Regions from separate parts of the Mus musculus genome. Here region 2 is linked to region 1. A link is a contact called in public HiChIP or PLAC-seq data. All regions are on one chromosome and are shown on one strand. The core of a region is the stretch at or near the end of the contact, and the rest is flanking DNA. Distances in the headings are between cores, read along the strand shown.

Region 1 (7,112 bases), core at 3,217-5,716:
TGTGCTGAGCATATTCAGCTGAGGTTCCAAAAAGGAGGAAGCAATAGCTTCCATCGAAATCATTACTAACGACAATTACATCCATCCCTCACTGTAGATTTAAGTCAAATGAAAGAGCACTTATGATGAACCCCACATCCATCGGCAGCATACTGTTGGAATGTTGCAACCGACCAATGGGAGAGAGCACGTCCCAGGCAAACCAGCCTCTGCTTTGCCTGGGCAGAGGCAGCGTGAGAGCTTGTATGAGTAAGTACCTACATAGAGCCCAGGTTTGCTGGAATAGAATGACTTGTAGCACATTTTGCTAAATTCAAGTATAAGGATAGAAATCAAAAGAGCCCAAGACTGTTCATTCACTCGCTTGACACTTAAACCACTGTGCCCGCCGTGGGATCACTGCTGCAGTGGCTTCCGGAGACGCCATGGTGAGCAAAGTACTCCTATCCATGGTATGCTGGTCTTCGTGTCCCTCGGTGAATAACTGACAAGATCATTCTCGAGGAAAGGCTGTGTGACATTCCCCAAGCCTGGGAGACATCTATCTGGGAGGAAATGGCCAGAGACATCCCAAAAATGACTTTGGAGTTGAGATCTGAGACCTGAAAAGCTGCCAGTCACAGGCAGGACCAGGGGAGAGGGCAGCAGGCTTGGGACAGCAGGCACGAGACATCATGGCTCTGAAGGAGGCTGTGCAGGGCTGAACGAAGGGAAGGTGGCTAACCAGAATAGGGCTATCTGAGGGGACAGTGTCTCCAGGTGACATTGTGGAGACAGGGTGAGTAGGGTTCCTGAATGGCCACCTAGTTGGAGAAGGACACGAGGTTTGCATCTGGCCCAATGGGAAGCACCAGGACCGCCATCATTCCCTGAGGCTGCCGTGCAGGGACTGGGTTCCAGGAGGGACAAATGTGCTAGAGAGTGTCCTACCCATTCCTCTCCCCCTCCCCCTGGCTCCTCCTCCCTTGAGGCATGATCAGACCAGAGGCCCGAGAAGGGAAATGGAGGCAGGAACAGATGGAGGTGATGGGGACCTCAAGTGGTGGGTGAGCGCAGCAAGAGACAGACTTCTGTGGAGGCAGGCTTCAGTGGACAGCTCCTTTAACTGAATTAAAGGGTGTTTAGATTTGGAGGTGAGTGGAGGCTATGGGGTGAGTGGACACCACTGGCCTGGGCCAGGGTGCTGGTGCTCTTATGCCTCATTTGCACAAAGATGAATGGCAGGTGCTGCAGGATGAGACATGACCTTATAAGGAGAAAGTAGAAGGCTGTCTGGCTATCTGACCTCCTCTGCTGGGGCATAGGTGGGGGCATGGATCTATATGCCCTGGGACATCCAGGCCCAGGGCAAGAGGTGGGGAGGAGTCCTATTCCTGCCGGTTTCAGGATGAGATTTTCAGGGTTTGGAAACACTTTGACCCGACTCTTGCTCCAGGCCTACTCTCTGTGGCTCTGTGGTTCCCCTGGCCCCACAAGAGAGGGTAAAAGACAGAATTAGTGGGGCCATCTAAGTCAGCAAATGGCAGGAGTTAGCATAGTCTGGATGGTGACCTTAGAAATGGCAGACCTTGGAGGTGTCTTACAGGAACAGTAGGCAGGACTTCATCATGCCCAGCCTTCCCCTCGGGACCTCTGGCCACATGAATCCCACTCAGGCTTTACACTTCCACCTGAATGTTTATTGTGAATTTCAAATTTTGCTCAAACTGGATCTTTGATCTGATACTCACAGACCCACTATGCCCCAGCCCCTTTCATCCAAAAGCGATCTTTAATGTCCCTCTTGTCCCTGTGTCCACATCCAATCATAAAGAAATCTTGTTTGCTCCATCTCTACTTTTAAAGATTTAAAAGTTTTTATGTACGTGCGTGCTTTGCCCGCATGTAAGTTTGTGACGCACAAAGGTCAGAGAGGGCATCAGGTCCCTAGAGCTGGGGTTACAGGAAGTTGTGAACAACCATGCAGGCACTGGGAATCAAACCCAGGCCCTCTGCAAGAGCAGTGGGTGCCCTTAACTGTTGAGCCATCTCACCTCTCCGAGCCCACCCAACCCCATCTTGAGAGCATACCTGCAACTGAACTACTTCTCACCAGATTCTCTTTGCCTCCCAATGCTAAACAACCATCTGAGTGGCCATGAGCACCCATTTGGACTGTGGCAGTGCCCTCCAAATGGATCACCTTTCTGTCCTTACCTTCCACGTACCTGTAAAATCCCAAGCTGAGACCTGATACAGCCAATCCTAGGGCAAGTTCAGGAAAGAGGACTAAAGCTGAGAGCAGCGAGATAACTCTGAGGCTGAATCCCTGTTTAGTGTTACAGGAAGAGGAGAAAGAGGGGGAAGAAGAAGAGGAGGAGGGGGGAGGAGGAGGAGAACTGGAAGAAAAAACTAGAATGGAGCCATTAAGAAGAATGGTGGCTCTCAGTCAAGCTGGGGGGGCACAAGCTGAGTTTGAGTCTACTTGCTGTGCATTAAAGCAGTCAAGCACAGTCCTGTCCCAGGACCTTTGCACATGTTTGCCCTTCTCTCTAACTCTAAATACCTGCTAGAAGTAGCTTCTGTCTCCCTTCATCCAGGGCACTACACGAACACAACCATCCCAGAGGAACCTTCCCTGATTGCTGGAATAGAGATTATTATTTTTTTTTGCTTTGTTTTGTTTTATTTTATTTTATTTCATTTCATTCATTTCGTTTCGTTTTGTGGAATTTGTAAATCTCTGACACCACAAAGTTCCTTGCTTGATTGACCTACCTATAATTCAACTATGTGCATAGGGCCTTGGTTGCGCTTACTGCTGGGTTCCCAATACCTGGACCAGTAGCTGGTCTGTGATAGATAAGCCATGGTGAATGCTGAATGAATAAACAAAGTGAAACCATGGTGTAAAGTGTAAGCACTTCATGATGGGGTCTATCAGCACCGCCAGTATCAGAGACAAAAACCGTTGGACTTCAAAAGAGGTTCCTGGGTGAGTCTGATGGATAGAGAGGGCTTTCCAGTTTGTAAAAAGGAACAGTTAAAATGGCTTCCAGAAGTTAGTGGGAAAGACACCTACGTCACCCTTGCTTGGATTCCTGGCATCCGGGAGAGAAGACATAGCAAAAGTCCATAGCCAAGGAAGGCTTCTAGCCAGAGCCCCCCAAAAGCATGAACATCCCAGGGTTGGGGTGTGTTGGGATGTGTAGGAGAGCCAGAGATCCCACAAGGTGGCTCCTTCCTTTTGATCTTACCTCCCCAGTTAGCCTGCTGGAAGAGACCCAGCTGAAGTCTCCAGAAGAACAGAGCCAGAGCCCCCAGAGCCCTCTGCCAGATCTCAGTGCTGCAGGCAAAGCCAGAGAAGGTTGCTGGTTATGCTATGCAAGCGGGCAGGCAGGTGCTGGAAACAGAAGCAAGTCTCCCACCTCCACTGACATTTCCACATCCATCCCTGGTTTGGATTCTCACCCATCACCACAGTTACCCCCTGGACATTGTCATTGTTCCTGGATATGAAGTGGATACAGACTTGGGAAGAGGTCATCTCAACAAAGTTATGCCGACTCTACCAACTCTACAGTAGGTGAGGTTGTCAGGCCAGGTTCCAGCCATCACGATCCTTAAGAAAGGCATTTCCCAGGGTTCACTCAGAGCAAGATGGCACAAACCCATAGCAAACAGGTTTTCTTCTTCTCGGTAGAAACAGATCAACCTAGACCCCCATGGGTCTCTAGACACTCACAGAAAGTAAGTTGGAGGGAGCCTCCCTCTCTCTCCCTCCCTCTTTTCCTTGGACTGTCCACCCGGAGTTTGAGCAGAATGGCTTGAAGTTTTAATGATGATTCCCACTACGCATGCAAGGACAGCGCTGGGGTTCTAAGCTTCCCGTGGAAGAACAGATATTCTCTGAGCCATTCCCAGATGGAGAATGACCAAATAGCACTGCCACCGATTCATTTGTGCCAGGCTTGCTCACCTAGACCTTCTGAGTCTCACTGTCTCTTGCCCACTTTGTCCTTGGCTCAACTTCTCTGGGTGTGTCATCATTTCTCCACTCTTCTCTAGAACTTTCATTGTCCCGTAGCCTTGAGTCTCTCTCCAAACCTCCTGCAATCTGATTTCTAACTCCTATGCTTTGCCTGGTCTCCAGAGTGGAGTCCGAGGTCAGCTCCGAAGTGAGCACTGAGGTCAGTACAGGCTGGAGGAGTAGACACTGGAGAGGCTTGGGCAGGCTGCACCAGATAGCCAAGTGCTACCGCGTATGGCTGCCAGTCTCTCTGCCCTCCTTCCTAGCTAGGCAGCTGCCCCAGCACAGAGTCGCGGGAGGGGGCACTCCCTGGCCCCAGTGGCTACCCTGGGGACCCCAAGCTCCGCCCTACTACACTCCTATTGGCTTGAGGCGCCCCCGCCCCCAGCCTCCCTTTCCAGCTCCCGGGCTTTTAGGCTACCCTGGATAAATAGCCCAGGGCGCCTGGCGCGAAGCTAGGGGCCAGGACGCCCCAGGACACGACTGCTTTCTTCACCACTCCTCTGACAGGACAGGACAGGGAGGAGGGGTAGAGGACAGCCGGTGTGCATTCCAACCCACAGAACCTTTGTCATTGTACTGTTGGGGTTCCGGAGTGGCAGAAAGTTAAGACGACTCTCACGGCTTGGGTTGAGGCTGGACCCAGGAACTGGGATATGGAGCTTCTATCGCCGCCACTCCGGGACATAGACTTGACAGGCCCCGACGGCTCTCTCTGCTCCTTTGAGACAGCAGACGACTTCTATGATGACCCGTGTTTCGACTCACCAGACCTGCGCTTTTTTGAGGACCTGGACCCGCGCCTGGTGCACATGGGAGCCCTCCTGAAACCGGAGGAGCACGCACACTTCCCTACTGCGGTGCACCCAGGCCCAGGCGCTCGTGAGGATGAGCATGTGCGCGCGCCCAGCGGGCACCACCAGGCGGGTCGCTGCTTGCTGTGGGCCTGCAAGGCGTGCAAGCGCAAGACCACCAACGCTGATCGCCGCAAGGCCGCCACCATGCGCGAGCGCCGCCGCCTGAGCAAAGTGAATGAGGCCTTCGAGACGCTCAAGCGCTGCACGTCCAGCAACCCGAACCAGCGGCTACCCAAGGTGGAGATCCTGCGCAACGCCATCCGCTACATCGAAGGTCTGCAGGCTCTGCTGCGCGACCAGGACGCCGCGCCCCCTGGCGCCGCTGCCTTCTACGCACCTGGACCGCTGCCCCCAGGCCGTGGCAGCGAGCACTACAGTGGCGACTCAGATGCATCCAGCCCGCGCTCCAACTGCTCTGATGGCATGGTAAGGCGGGGGGCTCAGGAGGATGAGCAATGGAGGCGGCGCCTGGGGTATCTGCAACAGGTTTCCGAGGCCCTTGGGGTGGGGGTGTCCCTTATACCTAGATGCTCCTGGCATCTGACACTGGAGTCGCTTTGGAGACCCAGGGCATCTATGATTCTGCCGATTGGGGGTGGAACACTGCTGCGCAGACCCCGGGATATGCTTTTCCTTCTCATTATTACCCTAATGCAGATTATTGTTCCTGAGTGACTGTCCACTCTCAGTTTGGCCCCGCATGCGACAGCTTCCAGTGTGTGGCTGGCTCCTACCACCTGGGGCTGACCCAGTCCTGGAACCAGCAGCTGAGACTAAGGGAGTGAGGGAGGGGTGATGACAAGGAGTGTTGCTTGAGACCCACTCGGGCCCTGTAGACCTAACTCTGTTATCCTTGCTATTCGCAGATGGATTACAGCGGCCCCCCAAGCGGCCCCCGGCGGCAGAATGGCTACGACACCGCCTACTACAGTGAGGCGGCGCGCGGTGCGTATTCTCAGCTGTTCCCAGCTAGCAGGCCTTTATCGGCCTTCTGTATCCCCCTTGAAACTTTCCTCGCTCCCTAGGCTTAGTATCCTCTTCCTGCCTCCACCACATACATACCCGTACCTTGGGATGGCGGGGGGGGGGGAGGCTGGGGGGGGAGCATTGGGGGAGGGGACAAAGAACTATGATGCACACCTTCCTCTCCTTTCTCCTTCCAGTCTAGCAAGTCCTCAGTTTCCCTTTTGCTACAAAGCTCCGTGCCTATGGGCAGGAGACTTGAGAAGGGCCGCAAGTTTGGATTACTAACCTTCCACTCCCCTCACAGAGTCCAGGCCAGGGAAGAGTGCGGCTGTGTCGAGCCTCGACTGCCTGTCCAGCATAGTGGAGCGCATCTCCACAGACAGCCCCGCTGCGCCTGCGCTGCTTTTGGCAGATGCACCACCAGAGTCGCCTCCGGGTCCGCCAGAGGGGGCATCCCTAAGCGACACAGAACAGGGAACCCAGACCCCGTCTCCCGACGCCGCCCCTCAGTGTCCTGCAGGCTCAAACCCCAATGCGATTTATCAGGTGCTTTGAGAGATCGACTGCAGCAGCAGAGGGCGCACCACCGTAGGCACTCCTGGGGATGGTGTCCCTGGTTCTTCACGCCCAAAAGATGAAGCTTAAATGACACTCTTCCCAACTGTCCTTTCGAAGCCGTTCTTCCAGAGGGAAGGGAAGAGCAGAAGTCTGTCCTAGATCCAGCCCCAAAGAAAGGACATAGTCCTTTTTGTTGTTGTTGTTGTAGTCCTTCAGTTGTTTGTTTGTTTTTTCATGCGGCTCACAGCGAAGGCCACTTGCACTCTGGCTGCACCTCACTGGGCCAGAGCTGATCCTTGAGTGGCCAGGCGCTCTTCCTTTCCTCATAGCACAGGGGTGAGCCTTGCACACCTAAGCCCTGCCCTCCACATCCTTTTGTTTGTCACTTTCTGGAGCCCTCCTGGCACCCACTTTTCCCCACAGCTTGCGGAGGCCACTCAGGTCTCAGGTGTAACAGGTGTAACCATACCCCACTCTCCCCCTTCCCGCGGTTCAGGACCACTTATTTTTTTATATAAGACTTTTGTAATCTATTCGTGTAAATAAGAGTTGCTTGGCCAGAGCGGGAGCCCCTTGGGCTATATTTATCTCCCAGGCATGCTGTGTAGTGCAACAAAAACTTTGTATGTTTATTCCTCAAGCGGGCGAGCCTCGAGGCTCGCTCGCTCAGGTGTTGGAAATAAAGACGCTAATTTATACAAAGTGGCTCTGGCTTTTCCTAA
Region 2 (7,112 bases), core at 1,654-4,153, 630 kb after region 1:
GGATTGAGATGTGAGCGCTTGGTTACATGCCAGGGCCATCCCTGCCGGCCTGGTGTCATACTGGTCATGAAATCTAACCCTCAAAGCCCCCAGTAAACTCTTCTATAAGCTGCCTTGGTCATTGCGTCTTATCACAGCAATAGGAAAGGAACTCTTTGAGGTAGGGAATAAAGGTGGCTGAGCTAGTGGGTAATGGATGCTCAGGGAGGGGACGTGATTTCTTTGGTGATGCAGTCTCTGGTAAACTGGCCATGCCTCCCCAATGCTCATGCATCTAAACTCAGTGGATCTTTCTGTGACTCTCTCTCACCCACCCACCCACATCATGAAAGTGAGGGGCCTTGGGGCCTTGCTACTTTTCAGAAGCATGTGAGGGATCTGGAGATAGGGCCCGGAAATAAACAGCAGAGCACCGAGGAAACAGCAACATGAAAGCAACACACATGTAATACAACCTGTGTTGATGTATATTAAATATAAAGCACGGGACATGGGAATTTGTTAATACTCTGTGTTTAATCAGCGTTCAAATTATCCTGAGCTGATAAAATTAAGCTGGATAGATGGGTCAGATTAAGCAAGATCATGGATTAAATTTAACACTATTTACCTTGTTTTATTCCAATTGATTTCTTTTTTATGGCTTTCATTCCGTGTAAAAGATAAAGAAGTTAAGGATGCACACTGAGCCAAACCTCTAAGTTTACTCTCTCTTTTAGGGGAGGGAAGGATGGTTTATAAATGTAAATCACTTCACAGAGTACAATCACAAAGCAACCAATACACGTACTCTCTAAGTATCACGCATTTAAAATTTTTCTGCTCTAGGATGATCTGTCTGCCCTTTTCCCAGAAGCTTTGGCTTTTAGTAATTCATTCATTCTCATTCTCTCTCTCTCTAATTCATTCATTCTCATTCTCTCTCTAATTCATTCATTCTCATTCTCTCTCTCTAATTCATTCATTCTCATTCTCTCTCTCTCTCCCTTCTTTTTTTTTAGTTTTTTGAGACAGGGTCTCTCTCCTTAGCCCTGACTGTCCTGGTGTAGACCAAGCTGGCTTTGGACTCACAAGATCCTCCTGCCTCTGTGAGTGCTGGTATTAAAGGTATGAGCCATTACACCCAACCAGATATTGGCTTTCTAAATCTGGGTTCTGATTCTTCCACAAGACAATTCTTGGGCACTAAAGCTAGTATCTGTTTTTGTTTTTTTGTTTTTCTTTTAAACTTTTCTCGAGATTCAAGAAAATTTAAGATAAAATACAGACCAAATTATGCAAACATGATTATGATATCTAACAGTAATGTGACTAGATAATCTACAAATGCATAAAGTACAAATGCATAAAGGCTTGTGCCCACAGCAAAACCTGCAAGGCTGATGAGATGTGGCTTAGCAGAATCTTATTGAGTGATTATTATCAGGGTGGGACATATATGTGTGTGTGTGTGTGTGTGTGTGTGCATGCATACAAATATAACTACGTTTACTCATTAATTTAGGTAGATATACTCAAGGGTTAAAAAATAGGCTGGATTTGACAGGAAGTGACAAGATAGGAAAAAATACTGCAACATACAAAATTAGGAAATGCAGAATCCAAGTGAGATCGCAAATTCCAACTGATTGACTCTAGAAGGTTCTTTTAAGTTGGACACTTCACAGATTAAATCTCGGGTATCACATTGCGATATATCGGTTTACAGCTGTTCTGTGGGTACCTTCTGGTGATCCAGAAATGAGTAGTTTATGCAAAACAGCTATAACCCCAGAAAGCAGATGTGGGACCACTTCAGTATTTACCTCTGAAAATACTATCAAACTCACACATTTACTGAGCAAACGGAACCTAAAAATCTGGAAGCCCACTAGGAAATGAAAGCTGAAAAAGGCTTTGCCCAATCCGTTCGCACAGGGAACCGATAGATCCAAGGGACATACGGCAAATAAAAGGTCTACCAGCACACCCGCAGCCCACATGATCACCTCACAGTTGGCTATGGATTTCCTGCAAAGCCCTGAACTCTTTCCAACAGAAGATACCTCCTTGGCAGGTGATACCATCTTTGGTTCAGTGGGTGGGGCCACGAACCGGAGAACGCTTTCAAGAAATCACAAAACGTTCACCTGGAAATCCGTATTCGACCCGCTAAAAGACCCAAAGGCTATCAGGACAAGTCCTTAAAGTTCTTAAAAGTCCCCGAGTTTCCTGACTATACTGGTCCTCAATTTAGGGGCTGAAGTTTATTCGACGCCAGGCGCTACTAATGCTACACAGTATTCAGTCAGGCGCGGCTTATCCCCCCCGACTTTGCGCAACTCTTAAAAACACCGAAAGCCGCAAAGCCTACTTTTCAGGGCACAGGAGCTGGCGAAAGCGACCCCAAGAAAGCGCTCCCTTTTCCATCCCCAGCTCCCGTGTACCCACACCTCCGCTAAAACTCCAGAAGAGGGCGTGCGTAGTTCAGGCTTTCCCGAGGCCGACAGACGCTCCCCGAGAAGTTCCACCCACCACACACGAACTTGACGCCCGGGTTTCCTACAGCAACCCCGGGGACTCACCGGTACGTGGTTGACACCTTGTCCTTTGGAAGCGATCAAGAGGATTTCCCTGAAGTCCATGTCTGGCCGAAGAGAAAAGCCCGGCTGGGCCGGGGACTCGGGACGCGGTGGATGCGAGTCTTGCCTCTCGCTGAGCCTAAGCGCTACTGACTGGCTTGCCTTGGTGGCCCTTCTCTCGCCGCCCCTCGACACCGACACTTCCGGCGCCTTCTAATGCCGTGTACCGCCCCCGCGCTGCCGCCGAATACGAAGTATGTGTGTGTATGTATACACACATACACACACACACTCACACACACACGCTCAGCGCCTCCGCAGCGCTCGCAAGTATTTGCGCAACTTCCGCTTTCGGAGATAAGACACGGAAAACGGGTACGTGGCCGTTGGCGTTGGCTCAAATGGGTGGGACTGAGGCTTTTACTAGCCAATCAGACGCAAAATGGCAGTTTAGGGGTGTGGCTAAAGGGGGCGGGGAGAGCGGTCAGCCCGAGGATCTTCGCGGCGAGAGAGGGTTTCAGTGTGAGATCCGGGGAGGGTGGGGTGGGAGGGGGGGGGGTGGAGAAGAAGAGAGACCCGACCCCCTTCTAGAGCTGGGCTCTGTAGGTGTCACGCGTGGATGTACAGATTCCAAATGACGGTATTCCAACAGCTGGTGCGACAGGTCTGGAGCAAGGGATCTCGGTTTCGTTTCGCTGGAGCCCCGAAGCTACGCATGCGCACAAGAATCCTGTCCCTGGGACGCCAGTTATCTCCTGGAGGCACCTGATGTTCTTTTAAAAACCTAGGGAAAGAGCGAAGACCTTCGTCACATGCCAAGCAGAACTTGACTCTGACGCACTGCAGAATATAGTGCATTCATTGGGAGTCTAGCCTGACTTTCTTTTGCGTTATCTTGAATTTGGTCATTTCGACTCAATAAAGTAGACGTGAATAACTAGGTATACCTGAGTCTGGGGGTGGGAATGGGCTACGGACCGGTTTGGTGTGATGGAAATACCCCTAAACTGGACTGTGGGGGTGGCTGCATTATTTACTATTTTTTGTACAGCTGAAAGGGTGAGTGTATACAATAGACCTTATTCTGTGATGATGTGAGCGCCTGTATTGGAATGGCTCCACTTCAGGCTGAGTAAAAGACCAAGATGAAGCCTGCCTTCCCCCTAGAATTTTAAATTTCCTTTCCTTTCCTTTCCTTTCCTTTCCTTTCCTTTCCTTTCCTTTCCTTTCCTTTCCTTTCCTAGACAAGGTTTGTCTGTGTAGCTCTGGCTGTACTGAAATTACTCTGTTGACTAGGCTAGCCTCACACTCACAGAGTTCCACCCGCCTCTGCTTCCCAAGTGCAAGGATTAAAGGCATGCACCATCACTGGCTGGCAGTGTAGAAATTTTTCTCTTCCTCAGCCTCAGATATCTTAAGAACCCGCCCCTAACTCAACATAATATTCCTTTTATAGATACTTTTTTTGTACTTATAGATGCTTTTTAATACATACGTATATACATTTTTGTGTGTGAGTGTTTTTGCCTGTATATTAGTAAGGGCTCCATAGAATACCAGAACTTAGTTGTGCACTACTAAACAGGGCATGTCTCTTCCATGTTAAATTAGCTCATCTGAGCTGCTGTAAATGTGTACCCATGAAACTGTCAGTAACTATATAGTAGTAATGAGCATGCGTATATGTGTGTGTGCGTGTGTGTGTGTGTGTGTGTGTGTGTGTGCGCGCGCACACGCATGCGTGTGTGTCAGAGAGAGAGAGAGAGAGAGAGAGAGAGAGAGAACATGCACAGTAGCTAATGTTAAATTACTGCCGCTGCTTGTGGTAATTCAGTCAGGAGTAAGGGAATGGCAGAACCCCTATCTGTATTAGTCAGGGTTCTTTAGAGTCACAGAACTTATGAAATGTCTCTATAGTGAGGGAATTTATTGTGATTATTTACAGTTTGTAGTCCAACGATGGCCAACTATGAATGGGAAGTCCAAGAATCTAGTACTTAGTCCCACAAGGCTAGTCGTCTTGGCTGGTCTTCTGTGGAAGTTCCAACAGATCTCCTAGCAAGTAAGTTAAGGCAAAAAAAAAAGTGATTCTTCCTTCTTCCAGTGTCCTTATATAGGCTCCAGCATAAGGTGTGGCCTTGCATAAGGTGTGGTCCAACGTAAGGTGTGGCCCAGATTAAAGGTGTGTGTGTACCACCAAGCCTGGATCTGGGACTTGCTTTGCCCCAGGCTGACCTTGAACTCAGAAATTTCCTTGCCAAGATCCAGGTCAGAAACTTGTGTCTTCCAGCTTCAAGATCTGGATCACAGGTGAGCCCTCCAATTCTGGATTGTAGTTCATTCCAGATATAGTCAAGTTGACAACCGTTACACTACCTTTACAAGGAGAAACAATTAATTCAGCAGATTGATCATGAGTAACTATAACACAGAAAGTAGTAACCACTGATTAAGGAAAGTGCAGAGTGGAGCGTTGCTAGAGTTTGCAAATAAATGGCAGTTAAAACCTTTCTTATGCTTCTGAAATTGGATTTAGTTGGGTCTCCTATACTTCAGCTGGCAAAATTAGAATTTAATAGAGTTGCAGTTGGAACGTGAGTACAGATTGAATCAAGGACTTAGCAGGTATATTTACGGTGATAAGAAATAAGATTGTTAGCTGGGCAGTGGTGACTCATGCCTTTAATCCCAGCACTTGGGAGGCAGAGGTAGGCGGATTTCTGAGTTCGAGGCCAGCCTGGTCTACAAAGTGAGTTCCAGGACAGCCAGGGCTATACAGAGAAACCCTGTCTGAAAAAACAAACAAACAAACAAACAAACAAGAAATAAGATTGTTGTGCCAGGGAAATGTTGGTGATCCCCCAAAACACACAAAGAAGCCAATATGATGCAACTCATAGAAGGGTCTTTATTCTGTTCGAGCTAGCTTGGGCCCCCCACCACTGTCACACAGGACAGTTTTGGTAGTTCGGGAGCCCGGAATGTCTATCAGGGCAAGGCTTAATAGTAAGCAGCAAGCAGGGAATACATGTACAAGCATCTAATTGGAAAGCTCCCGTGGCCTTTAACATAATTGGTTGGTGCTGGGAATGCTCCCTTCTGCATTGGTGGTCGTTAGGCAAGGGGTGGGCTTGTAAGCTGGGGTGCAGTTTGTTTGGGGACTAACCTGGAGCTGTTGGTCTTGGGGGTGAGCCTAGAGACTGGAGCTAGGCTCAGGTTTTGTTGGGGAGCAACTTGTAAACTAATGCTATATACAGCCTATTAGCCTACCTGAGTTCAAACTTAGGTCAGGTTCTCTAAAATGAAGTCTGAATTTAAAAGCTTTGGCATCTCAAGATCAGGGGCTGGAGAGATGGCTCAGCAGTTAAGAGCAGCGTTTGCACTTCCAGAGTTCCTGAGTCCAATTCCCAGCAACCACATGTGTACTCACATAAAATAAATCTTTTTTTAAAAAGAAAGATCAGAAATGTGACGAAGGTTGAGAAGGTATTGAGAGCCAGAGTAGGAAGGTAGGAAGCAGCATTTAAAACAGCAGTCAGAGCTTGGATAGTTGCAGTCGCCTTTAATCCCAGCACTTGAAATGTAGAGACAGGTGAATCTCTGAGTTTGAGTCCAGCCTGGACAGCCAGAGTTACAATAGTGAGATTCTGAGCAGGGAGGCAGGAATAAATGAAAGTCCTGATGACATAGTATTTATTCCCTTTAGATTGACACAATTCAAATTCCAAATAAGCAATGCTGATAAAGGTGAGGGAAATATACCATCATGAAAATATTTGAGATCAGTTTGGTAAAATGTCTTGAAGTCTAATGCTGCAGATACGCTTGTGTACGAGACACTTCTAAATAGTCTTTACATATTAAGCAGTTGGGTCAAATGACTGCCTGAGTTCTTCCCAAATATTGTCTGTGTCAGCATTGACTTCATGTGGTTTTCTAGAGTTTATTATTATTATTGTTGTTGTTGTTGTTTGTTTGTTTGTTTTGAGATAGTGTTTCTTGACAGCCTTGGCTGACCTGGAACTTGCTCTGTAGACCAGGCTGGCCTTGAACTCACAGAGATCTGTCTGCCTCTGCCTCCCTGGATTATAAGCCCGACCTTAGTATTTTAATTTTGTGTATGTCGGTAGATATGTGTACATCAGCATAGGAGGGTGTCTGGTCTCTTGGAGCTGGAATTCTCAGCAGTGGTGAGCTGTCTGATGTGTAATCTGAGACCCGAACTTCAGTCCTTGTAACTATTGAACCATTTCTCCCACCCCTACTTTTAATTTAAAAAATTTAAGTAACTACTTAGATGCTGAAGTTATCTTTCTAGATGTATGTTCTGCCAAAACCCGACATGTGTGTATACAAAGTCTCTGGGACAGTTAGGTATTCACGGCAGCATGCTTTAGAAGAGCAGAGGACTGGGTCAGCTGAGAAGGCTCCTGCTTCCAAGTCCAACAAATGACTCGGAGGCTCAGGACCCAGACAGTGAAAGGAGAGACCTGACTCCTGCGAGTTGTCCTCTGACCTCCATGCCTGCCGTGACATGTGCACCTACACTTA

The links. HiChIP or PLAC-seq counts read pairs in DNA pulled down with a chosen protein or histone mark.
Region 2: an H3K27ac HiChIP or PLAC-seq map of embryonic stem cells shows a contact between it and region 1, with 7 times the contacts expected there. The contact joins the promoter of Spty2d1 here to the promoter of Myod1 in region 1. A contact is called at or near these places in 1 of 39 promoter capture datasets (embryonic stem cells), 1 of 484 Hi-C or Micro-C datasets (embryonic stem cells) and 1 of 115 datasets of contacts at active chromatin or transcription factors (embryonic stem cells).

The regions. Positions count from the first base shown.
Region 1 is chr7:46,372,008-46,379,119 of GRCm38.p6, forward strand. It overlaps Myod1 (myogenic differentiation 1), which reads left to right and starts at 4,467. Exons shown (of 3, transcript NM_010866.2): 1 at 4,467-5,292; 2 at 5,733-5,811; 3 at 6,137-7,085. The coding sequence starts at 4,666. The coding sequence ends at 6,387. Gm45923 (predicted gene, 45923) reads left to right here. Exons shown (of 2, transcript NR_131190.1): 2 at 98-485.
Region 2 is chr7:47,005,511-47,012,622 of GRCm38.p6, forward strand. Spty2d1 (SPT2 chromatin protein domain containing 1) reads right to left here and starts at 2,904. Exons shown (of 6, transcript NM_175318.4): 1 at 2,565-2,904. The coding sequence starts at 2,624. Gm32031 (predicted gene, 32031) reads left to right here and starts at 3,044. Exons shown (of 2, transcript NR_166573.1): 1 at 3,044-3,083; 2 at 3,214-3,498.